3 separate regions of the Mus musculus genome follow, and regions 2 and 3 are each linked to region 1. A link is a contact called in public Hi-C data. All regions are on one chromosome and are shown on one strand. The core of a region is the stretch at or near the end of the contact, and the rest is flanking DNA. Distances in the headings are between cores, read along the strand shown. Region 1 holds the start of Chd6 (chromodomain helicase DNA binding protein 6). Region 2 holds the start of Kiz (kizuna centrosomal protein). Region 3 holds the start of Cstf1 (cleavage stimulation factor, 3' pre-RNA, subunit 1).

Region 1 (4,320 bases), core at 1,337-3,836:
CCATCCTGGACTCCTATTGATTCCCTGTCTGACCACCCCACATTGTGTCTTTGTGTCTTATGCTATTGACTTGCCTCTGAGAATGGCAAGGCAAGGCAAGTCTACCTTTCCGTTCTGTCCAGCTCCTGCCCTTCCCCAACAATCTCTCTAGTCTCTATGCCTCTGCTTAATGGTGCTTCTTCCTCTGCCCAATTTTTATTTCCTCAGCCTCATCCCGGACAGAATAAATTCATAGATGTCAGCCCCCTTGAGTACTGTTGAAAGCTCTAGAACCCTTGATCCTGGTATTTGGGCTGACTGGGTCTGACTACCAGCTTTCTGGTCCATTAGTTGTTGCAGAAACTGGATAGGAAGGTAAGTAAGCTATCTCTTAAGAGGCCAGAGCAAGGACAGTTAGCTACCAGCTTGGCAGGATTGGCGATTCTTGGGATGTACTTCTCTCTGTCTTGTCTCCAGACTGCAAGCCTCCCTTTGAACCAGGATGCTGTCTGCCTTAATACTCTATCTTTGTATCTATAAAAACAATACCTACAGACATAGCTGATACTTAATAGCTAAGGAAAGATGGAAAGAGGAGAAAGTTTGGGCTGTGACACATTGTGGCCATCCTTGAAACAAATGGAAAAAGGTGGCAGGTGAGACAGCTATGTGATGTGCACTTTCAAACTAGACAAATTACTGGGGTAGTCCAAGAAATGAAGAAGTGCCTTAGCTAGGATTACTGTTACTGTGATGAAACACCATGATCAAAAGCAACTTGAGGAGGAAAGGGTTTTGTTTCTCACAGCCCCATGTAACACTTCTCACCAAAAGCAGAGAGGGCAGGAACTCACAAGGGGTAGGAATCAGAAGGCAGGGGCTGATAGAGAGGCCATGGACGGGTGCTGCTTACTAGCTTGCTCCTTATGACTTGGTCAGCTTGTTTTCTTATAGATCCCAGGACCACCAGCCTAGGAGTGGCACTGCCCACAATGGGCTGGGCCCTCCCCCATGAATCATTTAAAAATATGCCCTACTGGCTTACCTATAGTCTGATCAAGGCTCCCTCCTCTGATGACTCTAGTTTGTGTCAAGTTGGCATAAAACTAGCTAGTACAAGAAGCAGGACCCAGAAGAGAATTAGGGCCATTGGCTGAAAGACATAAGACAACCAGGACTTCTAAGAAGCTAAACATATTCTCTTAGGGAGTACAGGAAGGCTCTGTTAACATTGTGATTACCCTTGACACACTCATACCACCCTCATCCTAAACAATTCTGACAAACTGCTCTTGGAGTCATCAGACTCAGATCATTCCTGCTTTAATTAAGATAAAGTGAGCTTTTAAAGTCAGAGTCCAGCCAGTTTTGGACTTTTTTTTCTTCTTCTTTTATTTAAGTATTCACTGGGGAAACACTCCAGATGGGACAGGCAGGAGTGAAGAGGAAAAGTGATCACCAGGTCCCAGAGTAGGGAGGATGCTATGAGGAATATTTAGCTAGGCAGGATAGGCTCTAAATTCCTCCTTGCCCTAATTGTTCCTCCCCCATCTCTGGTCTGATGTCCTTCCTCCCGCCATCTGTTTTCTTTATGGCATTTATCACTACCTGCCTCTGTGTTCATTTATTTATTTTATTTATTGCTTTTCCTTTGCCTGTTCGGTGAGTGCAAGGGCTTTGTCCTATTGACCGCTACATCCTCCGTCTCAGATCAATGTCAGGTATTTAGTGGGCACTTAAAAATTAGCTGCTAAAAAACGAATTACGGAAGACAACAATTGGTTGAATCTCTGTCATATGCTAGGCCCTGTCCTTGAGGATGCTACAAGGATGGTAGTGGAGATAGGCCCGAAAATAAACACACCATGGTTCCACTCCTGATGTTACTGAAGCATATCCAATGCGCTGCAGGATCCTCAGGGCTGGAAAACTCCCGGGGTGTGCAGGGCCCTGGGAAGACGTTCCTAGTATGCTAGGGAGCCAGGCGGATCTGCAGTATAAGCAGCTGGAGACTGACGACCCGGCTCCTCGCTTCCCTCGGCCTCTCAGCATCTTCTTTTTCCTGTCCGTTGGGACCTTCACCTCTCCTCGAGTGCGCGTTGCAGGATCTGGGCGCCGGCGGGGCGCTCACGTCGTGGGACCCCAGTACATCTTCTCCCACCTCCGGAGAGCCAATCCCGGGTTTTCCAGCTTGCTTGCCCACTACCTGCGAGACCTCCACCTGCAGGTTGAGCCCCAGCCGCGGGCCAGCGCCCAGGTCCTCGCCCCCTGCTTGCAAAACAGAGCGCAGCACCCCGCCCCGCCCCCTCCGCCTGCGGGACCCCAGCCCCGCCCCGCCCCCGCGGCCCGGCCGCTTCATTCCGGGGGGGCGGGCCGGGAGCTGCGCTGTCTGCAAGGCGGGGAGATCTAGGCTGGGAGGCGGAGCGGCTCCGACATCGACCAATCACCGCTGCGATCACATCCATGCAAATACGAGCACAATGGAGCAAGCCCATCACTCGCTCCTGCAAGCAAGCTTGAAACGGGCTTCTGTCTGATCGGCAGCCCACACGACCAATGAACCTGTGTTTTGGGCAGGCGAAACCCAATAGCGCGGCAGGGAAGGCGGGCCCAAGCTGGGTTAGGGTGTCCTTGCAGGGTGTCTGAGCTAAACTTCACCAAATAATAGCTGTTTGTATTTTGGCTGCTGCAGGAGCCATTTTAGGTAAGTTCTTCTCTTAACTTTTTATTTTCCTGCCTGGCCCCGACAAGCTGGGCTTGCCCGCGGGGACCCTGTCTCCGCCCCGCTGGCCGGGATGGGGCTGCCCTATGAATGGAGCGGGGCTGAGGGGCCGCGGCGGCGCGAGGCCCGGCCGGGCAGGGGTCCGAGCGCGGCCGCGGGCGTTCGGCCAGGCCGAGGGCCCCGAGGCCTGAGGCGAGGGGTTTGGCGTCCGCCCCTCCCGGCTGCCGCGCGCTCTGGCCGCCCGCCCTCCGTCCTTGGGAGAGCGCCACTGCGGGGCCACGCGCCCAGGCTTGGGGTCCTGCTTCAGACCCCAAGCGCGGGCCTTTGCGGCGGGGCGGGGCCTGCCAAGGCTTCCCAGGGGACCCCGGCGGCCCACGGCGCGTGAGGGCCACCCCCGCGCCCGCCAGCCGCTACCGCCCCCGCGGAGAAGTTGCTCCGCTCCGCGTCCTGCGTCTGTTTGCAGGGGTGGAGGAGGGTGGGCCGGTGCCAGGCTGCTGCTCCGGGAGGGGGCGGGGGCCCCGGCGCGTCCCCGGGTCGCGCGCCCCTCCGGCCGGCTCCTCACGCACTAACGCGCACTCGCCCCCGAAAATTTGAGCCCTCAAGACTCCAAGCCACCAAGCTACCCCGCTGCCAAGTTTGGTGCGTTATTAGATTGCATGTTAGAGCTTGCAAAGAAATTAGAGAGAGGGAATATGAAAAAAAAAAAAAGAAAAAAATCTGTTTCCTTCAGGGTATTTATTTCTCTTCTCTGTTGAGAAGTAACGGAGGAATGTCCTTCCTAAAATTTCCAGGGACCATGCCTGTCAGATGTGGAGAGGGGTTGGCAGCTCCTTGGGTTTTAAAACGAGGTTATTAGGAAATCCCCGCACTAGTGAGATAATTGAAATGTGAGTTTGTTTGCAGCTTCAGTTTTATTTGATCCAATTAAAAATGCATAAGCATGCACTTTATATTTGTGTACATAGAGTATTCCTAGTTTCAGTTATGACTAATATGACTGTGGTTTCACGAGTGTGGGATCTAATAAGGCAGTATAATTCAATTTTGAGCTCGTAGGCCCGTGTTCTCCAAATTAGGCTTTATAGACCATTAGTAATCTGGCCAAGGTTTCTAGAGAGTCTCTGGCATCTCTGAGCATCTTTCTCCGGGGCTTGTTTGTGCCTTTTTTGCCACCCCTCAAGAAACTGTTCATTTCTGCTGTAACAGATCCATGAACAGAGAAAATAGATATTTTAAATATTGACAGTTTTCAAGAGTGTCTGAAATATTTTGCCTAGGATTTGATTATTTCCCAAATGGTATATAAGAATACCATGCCAGTAGGCCCTCATATTGGCATACTCCATGGGGATCTGCTTATGGTGCTTTTGGAAAAGTCTGGACAGACACCATGCTTTCTTTCAGAGCTCTGAGTGCTTGACTTATTGTAAGGGAGTGAGCGGGTCTGTCTCATTCACTGTGGGTAGCACAGTAGTTTAGTTGGAAGCCAAGTTGGAAGATCAGGTTGGCAGCCTCTGAGAGAGTTTTTTGTGAACTTTGTGGTTCTCTGGCAACAGAAGGATTTGAGATGTGTGTATGATAAAATGATTAGGCATGAGTTGTCATGTAGCCTGGTTTAT
Region 2 (4,320 bases), core at 805-3,304, about 14 Mb after region 1:
TGTGCCATAAGGACCATAAAGAACCAGGTGCTTCCAGCATAGGAGGCAAAAATAACTTACCACTAACCTAGTTCAAAAAGAATGTCATTTAAATCAGTCACATTTTAAGAGCAGATCTTTGCCTACAAAACACAAATAAGTAAAGGCCAAAGGTAACTATACCACTCTTGAACTACAACAGACAATGAGATAAAGGCACTAAAACTAAAGTTCTTGCTTTTAAATTAGCTGATGCATATATATATGTGTACACATATATATATGCAGAGATCTAATACCACCACCTTGGGTAACTGGAAAAAAGATCATTATTCAGTGACAATGAGGTGATGGCATTCCACATAAGGCATTTGTAACACCTAGACGCTGGCTAATTGACTTTTGGATTTAACCCATAAATTCAAACATTTTACAAAAACACCTCCTCCACCATTGTACTACACAGTGAGCAAAAGGTGTTGCTTCTCACCTAAAATTCTCAATGTAGGCACACTTGAGCTCGCATGTGCACACGTGCTTGTGCATGCACACACACACATTCTCTCTCTCTCTATTGTATTCTCTCTGAGATCTCACTAAGCACACTGAAGGTGCAAACATTAGAAAGTATTGAGAAAAGAAAAGCTCTGTAGGAAAAATAAAGGTGTGTGTGTGTGTGTGTGTGTGTGTGTGTGTGTGTGTGTGTGTGTTGGAGATAGGTTCTCACTATGCTGCCCTGGCTGGCTTGTATCCCAGGCTGGCCTTGAACCTGTGGTCCTCCTATTTCTGTCTCTTCAGCATAGACCACCACCAACATACGCCTAAATGGTTAATTTTTTTTTTCTTAAGTGGGAGATTAAGAGATCCCTAGAGTAGGTGAGCAGGACTGTGTCAGAAGGAAAAAAAAAAAAAAAAAACGGATGTAGAAAGAAGATAAAACACGGAAAGAAGAGTTAGGGCCCGTGGGAGTTACTTAACAAGTAATTGGCAAAAATTAAGTCTAGTGTAAGATGCAATTCCTTTGAAAAATCACTTACTTTACCTCACCTGCAATTACTGTTATGATCTTAGAATTGTTACAGCCCTCCTGTTCCTTCTGAATGATTCTGTAACTTTAACACCCACTAAATGTTTTGTTTATCAAAAGATCCAAAAATCTATTTCCTTTCTTGTCAACTAATGAGATTTCTAAGTCCAATTAATTTGGCAGCTAAATAAGTGTTCCAACAACTTATCTTTCCATGTGGTTATTTATAGTCAATTGCTTTGTACTTTTTTCTATTTATGCATTCTTAGATCTAGCTTTTTCCAATGGTTCTCATCTTTCATGTCTTAATCAAAGGCAATCCCAACCCTCGAAGCTGAACCCGTTGAAAATTTCATCCTTTTACTAGAAATTTAGTCAGCCCCAGACACTTCTAAAAGACTACAGCGCGCGCGCAAACACACACACACACACACACACACACACACACACACACACACACACACACACACACACACCATTCCAGCCTGCGTTCCTGGACCTGTCATCTTTGATGCAGTGCGGCTGTCAAAGTAGGATGACAACTTGAAGAGAGAGTGAGGAGGGGGCATGTAGGACTAGAGAGGACTAAAGAAATTCACAAGGTTTGATCAAGACTGGCAGGCAAAAAAACTCCCACTCTCACTTCCGGCCGCATCCGCAGGCTGAGGGACCTGGCTTTGGTTGTCATGAGAGATTACAGTCTCTCTGCGCTTTCAAACAAGGGGCATCCGTGGTAAAGTTGTGCTCCTAACCCCTTCTGGGGCTAGTTGGGGGTCGCAGGCGAGTTCCAACACTAGTGAACCACTGGCGGGAAGTGGGCCGGACACCGTACCCCGATGCTCTCAGTGGCGCCGCTGACTCCCTGCCCCGTCCCGCGGCCGTACCTGTCCCGCAGAGCCTGCTGGAGCTGGCCCACCCTTTCGTAGTAGCTGGGGCTCGCCAAGGGCGCAGAGGTGGCGGAGGCCTGGCGCAGGCCACCACCACCGCCACCGCGCCCTCGCGGCATTGCCACAGGGCAGCTGGCGGGCCAGCGTTGCCCAAGGAGACCGCCCCAACATGCACCGCGGGTAAACAAGGCGCCTAGCGGCCTGAAGAGGGCGGGGCGAAGGGCGGGGCGCCGAGGAGGCGGGGTTAGCCGCGGTGTGGGTCCGGGAGGGGCGAAGACAGAGAGACTGGCAAGGGTGGAGCAGCCCTGGTGGTACAGGGAGAAGACAAGGGAGCTGTGTCACGTTCTCTCTGCTACCGCTGTGTTTCTCTTCCCCTACAGAATCCGTCCTACACGCATTCATTTTATCAGATGCAGTTTCTTATTTACCTTCCTAGAATTTGCAGTGAGAGACCCTGTGACAAGATTGTTTTGATACCAGCACTTAGAAAGCAAAACAAAAAGCTAGAAGAAAACAAAATTTAAGAACCGCAAATATGCCCTTGATCTCAGCACTACGGGCAGAGGCAGTAGGAATTCTGAGTTCGAGGCCAGTCTAATTTACAGAGTGAGTTCCAGGACAACAAAGACAACACAGAGAAACCTAGTCTCAAAACACCAAACCCCACCCCCAAACAAAATAAAACAAACAAACAAAGAAACCAAATATGCCATCCCACGCTGGAATGTTTTTCAATGCTCAGGTTGCCATCAGCCCTTTCAGGGGAGAAAGATTTGGTTTCTAACTAGGTCCTTGTGAATCAAACCGTTTACTTCTGCAGTCAATTCTCCAACAAGGCCCCCAGCCAGACTACATTGGCATAAACCCTATGTCCCACAACTCAGCTGTGACCATACAAAAAGCCTAGGTGCCCCAGAGTGAATTGGGCAGACTATTACAGCAAGACTAACTTAACCTTAGATCAGTTCAGAGGAACTACTGGTTATAAAGGCCCAGAACAGAATCAGTCTTTATTCTTGCCTCCATCAACATGGCAAAAGGCTTCCTGAAGAAAGACAACTGGATTCTAAAACCCACTTGGAATAGGAAATTAAAAAAAAAAAAATGTACACACGTACTTGTAGTCAATGTGGTTCCTTATCCTAGACTTTTAATTTTATGTCTCTTTTCTCAAGTCGGTAGTTTTATTTTCATGCAAAGCATCCCTGACACCAACATTTCTTTAATAGTGTGTCAGGACTCCATGGGGATTGCACCATATCTGAATGGGTTAGGGATAGGGAGCTGTGTGTCAAAAAGTTCAGCAACAGTAAACCGTTCCTGAATGTGTAATGACCAAAACTCAATTGAAAAATCAAGGCATAATAAATCTAAGCTGCTTCTGACGGCATGTGTCCGTGTCTTGTCCCACTATAACATGCTCACTATACACTGCACATGTCCATTGCGCTCTGACTTATAGTACCATACTGGCATTAGGGGAAGCAACGAAATGGTCAAGTCAGCAACCCTAAATTATGATTTTGCCTATCCTTCCTTCCTCATACTGTCTGCCTAAATGCTGAAAGGTAGAATATATCCATGTAATCTCAGGACTCAAGGGGACAGGCAGGAGGATCTCTAATTCCAGGCGGGCCTGACCGACCTTGGCTTAAAAACAAAAACATGTGGACCAGACGATGGCCCAGCAAATGAAACATGCTTTCTTTGCAGGTATGGCAATCTGAGTTTGATTTGATTCCCAAGAGTTGTTCTCTAACCTCTACTTGTACACTCTAACACACATGCATACACACACACACACACACACAAACATGCACACGTGTGCGCTTCATTGAATTAAAATGTCATAAATCAGCATAATGGGCTATAAGCAAAATAGGGTCTCTGCTCCTGCCTTGACCAATATACCTTTTTAAGAACATGGAAATACAGTCCATGTTCCTAAATATGTGGAATTTAGTTCTCTGATTCTTTCCTAATCCACCCCCTAATTTTCCACCCTAATTAAATTAATAATTCCCTAATTTCAGGGTTGCATGATGAGACACACCTCACTCACAGTAGGGATCCATGTGCCCGGCCTTCTCCCCATTCGACCAATCCCATCTGTATCCATATGTTTGTCTCAGCCTCCTTTTGGCCTAAAGCTAAATACTAGTGATGGTTCCTTATAAGAACGGCCCAGGAAAGAGATCTTTGAAGACTCTGGAGAGCAGTCTGGGACCCTCTGAGTTGGAAATGCCTGGATTCTGGGTACCTGGGACTGTGTTCTAGGAGTTGTGTGTGAACTGCCATGGGCATCCACTCGACCTCACATTAAGTGGTCAGGAAGGGACAAGAGCAGGCCTGTAATATGCAGATCTAGTGCAGGACCCTCTTGCCCAGTTGTAAGGTTAGCACTGATATGGCTTTTAGTTACTCTGT
Region 3 (4,320 bases), core at 731-3,230, about 11 Mb before region 1:
AACCCACTTTGGTTCTGTACATTTTGCAGAAGAGTATGACAGTTTCCCTGACCGCTGCAAGAGAAACCAGGCACTGAGTAAAAGGCAGGGAGAGGCACACCCCAGGCCCTGGAAACACAGGGCTCCTAGGCCAGGCGTAACACACACTTCAATCTCAGCTTCAGTAGGTGTTTTATCTTAGGATGGCGACCTTGCTTTCTCTGTTCAGGCTCCTCAGCTGTTACCTAAGTTACTGGAGTTTAATCAAAATGGTGCACAGAAAGTGCATAAAGAAACTATTAAAATAACATCACTGATAGATACAGTAGGATCCCTGACCATCTTCTCTTCGCTGATAAACTTTTATTCCCTGTTGCTATCCCTCCGATTCTTCTGTCAACTGTGGAGTCTGCAATGTTTCGGTGGCTGCCTGGACCACTTTACACCAGCTGGAATGTAAATCTACTAGTGACTGTTGTGCTTATTTTTAAAACTTGTTTCCAGGCAACCGAGCTCATTATTATAATTATACAACTTGATGAGGTAGTACATGAACACACAAATACATCATAAAAAACAAATAAGGATAACAGAATGAAAAAATAAGCTAAGTTCAATGCTTTGGGAAGATCCTAAGTTAAACTGCTTAATAAAAATGTGTCAAGCACATGCCCCATGTCTTTATTCCCAGCACTTGGGATGCAGAGGCAGGCAGATCCCTGTGATATTGAGACCAGCCTTGTCTATAGATCCCTATCACAGGCCAGCCAGGACTACATAGTGGGACCCTATCACAAACAAAAAAATGATTACCATCAAAACAAATAAATGTAAAAATCCAAACACATTATACTCTTAAGATCTAAGCTCTCCAAACAAAACTGATTTCTTAATCAACCTGGGTGGGTAATTTGATAAGTATGTGTGTGGTTAGATGTTTGACTATAGGAGTCTGGAGACATCAAGCAAGAAGGTAGCCTGGAGAAACAGCCAAGAGTTACAATGCTTGCTGACAGACACCCCGGGCTCAGTTTTAAACCAAATGACTAGCAAGGCCACACAGCATAGTACTGACCAGAGTTCTTAACAATAATAACACCATGCAGGTCCTACTGGCAGATGCGGTGCCAAGCACCTAATTAGCATCCAATCACTAAACGAAGCTATTCAATATATTCGTGTTCATTAGAAAGAAATGGGGGCTGGAAAGATGGCTCAGTGGTTAAGAGCACTGTCTGCTCTTCCAAAGGACCTGGGTTCAATTCCCATGGCGGCTTACAACTGTCTCTAACTCCAGTTCCAAGGGGCCTGCCACCTAGACACCAATGCATGTAAAATAAAGCTAAATAAGTTTTTTTTTAAAAAGAAAGAAATGAATACAAATCTACCCCTGCATAAGATATTGGGACACAACAGAGGGTGAAATGTGTTCTAAGAATCTAGGGCACCCGTTCAAGTTAAGCCCTCCCCTTCCCCTCAAAGTTGAGGGGGAGCCTGCACACTCCAGAGCCCAGAACTTAACCATTTGACCTATCATCTTTACTCCTGTCAGGAAACATCTGGGGTTGTATCACGACATTTAAAGAAAACGGGGGTGGGAGAAGGAGGTTGAGCCTTTACTTAACTCCCCGCTTAACTTCCAATGGGACACAGATAACTTATATCCTTCCCGGAGGGGACACCGAGGCACGAGACCGGAGGAGCTCGCCCCCGGAAAGCTAACACCGGGGAATGCAGGGGGCCCAAAGCGAAGCCGCGCGACCACTTCTGCTCAGGGCGGAATTCCGGCTTGGACCCACCGGGACCGAGGCCCTTTGAGAGCCGGGGTGCAGGCCGGGCCGGCCAACTCTAGGACACGGACTTGGGGCGAGCGGCCTCCTGCCATCCTCTCCGTTAGCCCCGGTCCTTCACGTGATCCACTACAGACCCTAGCCAACCACACTAGCCCGCTTCCTTACGCCCCCTTGACCCCGTACCCGCAGATCAGGGTCTCGGTCTCCCGCTCTCTTCTAGAAAAATGGAGGAGCGAATCGTGCCCGATCGATCGCTCGGAGTGCACACCCAGTGCGCACGTGCAAAGGGCATGCAGCCGAGCGCCGAGCATCCCTGCTCCCTCGCAAGTCTGCCCTTCTCGCCATCTTACTCACTGGCACGTTCGAGACGCTCATTCACCGTCTCCGAACTAATCACCTCCGCGACTGCCTTGAATCCAAAGGGCTGTGTGTGACTGGCGAACGCCTGATCCTGGGGAGCACGGCGGGCGATAGAACGGCCGCAGATCGGACGGGCCGTTGGTGCACCACTTCCGGGCTCCGACAGCTCAGTGCGCCTGCGCCCAGCTACGGCAGGGAACGAGCTTCCCATAGTCGCGTTTACGGTGAGCCAATCACAGAACGGCATTGCTCCGGCTCTAGCCAATCAGCTCTTGGAGTAGAGGGTTTGACTCCTATTTTAAAAGGAGAACCTTTGAATTGTAACGGCTGAGCTACCGGGATCGCTTGGAGGCTTCGGTCGGGAGCAGGTTCCTGCCTGTGAGTTGGAAAGGGACATGGCTGTTGAGGGCGAGCCTGGATGCTGCAAACGGATAGGGAAGGCTGTGTGGCGTCGGGGTAATGGACTGTCTCAGTGGGTTTGCATTCTGTTTAAGAAAGGTCCAGACGTTTAAGATTTCCCGGCTTGGTTTTAGGTTCTTGTGGGAATGGGGATCCAGACCATCAGCTAACCGAGTAATTTGCAAACCGATGGTGGATGCGGGAACTGCGGCTTATTGGGGACTGCTTCGGGTGGAGAATCAGAGTCTAAGTCGACTCGACGAGTCTGTGGATGAACGGGAGTTCCCTCGTAGAGTGCCCAGGACTGGTGCTGCTCTTCCCGCAGCCTTCTGAGCAGTTTATGTCGGGACTACTTGAGGGTCTGTTTCAAAGCGCAGACCCGCTAAAGCTCAGTTTGTAGAATATTCCAGAAGTTTTAGGATTGAACACTGCCTTCGTGGTGGCCGCCGCTGTTTATTCCAACAGTAAGGTGGTGGAGGCAGGATCAAGTCAAAGGTCATCCTCAGCTACACAGTAGGTCCGAAAAACCAGCCTAAATTACATCCACATACGTCCCTACCTCAACACCTCCATCCCCACCACACACACACACACACACACACACACACACACACACACACCTAAATGTGTGGTTGCTTACATCAGCAGTCTGAGGCAGGAGGTTAGCCTTCGATTTAAGGCCAGCCACAGCTAATAAGTGAGAGCCTGTCTGGGGATGTAGTTCAGTTAGTAGGGTGCTTGCCTAGCCAGCCCTGGATTCCATTCCCAGCACTTGGAACCCCGAGGATGGTGATGACCTCTGTGGTCCTAGCACTGCGGAACTGCAGGCGGGAGGATCAGGAGTTCAGAGTAATCCTCCACCGTATAGCATGCTCAAGGCCAGCCTGGGATCCATGGAACTCTTGTCTCTACCACAAACATAAAGGTTAGGTGTGGTCTTGCATTCTTTTAATCCCAGCCTTTTGGAGGCAGAGGGAGGAACTCGGTGAGTTCAAGGCCAGCTTGGTCTACCTACATAATGAGTTCCAGAACAGCCAGGACTACCCAGGGAGACCCTGTCTCAAAAAAAAAATCCAAACCTAACAAACAAATCCTGGCTCCACTGCAAATACAGGAAATAGAAACCTCTTAGGGATAAGACCCTGGTGTAGCTATTATGGGAAAGCTAAACTGCAGGGCTGGTTATTAACCTTGGTCTGGGGCCCAGGAGTGTGAGGTAGCTGCAACTGCAGTCCTTTGCTCAGGGCTTCTGCCTCCTGCCTAGCTTCCCTGATCTGAAAAGGGGAACCCTGTGGCATGTGCAACTTTCTTGTAGTAAATCTTTGAGCTGAGTGAGAACCATCAAGGTCATTTGGTGTAGATCCGAAGGTGAAGGACTTGGACTCCTCCTAAAAGAAAGGCTCTTGTTTCCTTTTTCAGGTGACATGGACAGATGTAAAGAAAACTGTGTCTCCAGGCCTGTTAAGGTACAGAATTACCTGTATTTACAATTTCGGCTTTTAAAAGATTTATTTCTGCCGGGCGTGGTGGCGCATGCCTTTAATCCCAACACTGGGGATGCAAGGAGGCAGAGGCAGGCGGATTTCTGAGTTTGAGGCCAGTCTGGTCTACAGAGTGAGTTCCAGGACAGCCAGGGCTACACAGAGAAACTCTGTCTTGAAAAAAACTAAAAACAAAACAAAACAAAAAGCAAACCCAAAACGAAAACAAACAAAAGATTTCTTTGCTTATTTTATGACTATGAATGTGTCTTCATGCACACTAGAAGAGGGCATTACAGATGGTTATA

The links. A called contact is a pair of places that touch in the nucleus more often than the background predicts.
Region 2: a contact with region 1 is called in a Hi-C map of CD8 T cells, with 7 times the contacts expected there. The contact joins the promoter of Kiz here to the promoter of Chd6 in region 1. A contact is called at or near these places in 2 of 39 promoter capture datasets (cranial neural crest and pre-B cells) and 1 of 484 Hi-C or Micro-C datasets (CD8 T cells).
Region 3: a contact with region 1 is called in a Hi-C map of B cells, with 5 read pairs. The contact joins the promoter of Cstf1 here to the promoter of Chd6 in region 1. A contact is called at or near these places in 1 of 39 promoter capture datasets (pre-B cells) and 1 of 484 Hi-C or Micro-C datasets (B cells).

What each region holds. Positions count from the first base shown.
Region 1 is chr2:161,107,352-161,111,671 of GRCm38.p6, reverse strand. Chd6 (chromodomain helicase DNA binding protein 6) reads left to right here and starts at 2,586. Exons shown (of 37, transcript NM_173368.3): 1 at 2,586-2,683.
Region 2 is chr2:146,853,614-146,857,933 of GRCm38.p6, reverse strand. Kiz (kizuna centrosomal protein) reads right to left here and starts at 2,054. Exons shown (of 14, transcript NM_001033298.4): 1 at 1,891-2,054. The coding sequence starts at 2,012.
Region 3 is chr2:172,368,663-172,372,982 of GRCm38.p6, reverse strand. It overlaps Cstf1 (cleavage stimulation factor, 3' pre-RNA, subunit 1), which reads right to left and starts at 1,980. Exons shown (of 6, transcript NM_024199.2): 1 at 1,956-1,980; 2 at 1-54. The coding sequence starts at 22. It overlaps Aurka (aurora kinase A), which reads left to right and starts at 2,413. Exons shown (of 9, transcript NM_001291185.1): 1 at 2,413-2,510; 2 at 3,951-3,997. The coding sequence starts at 3,956.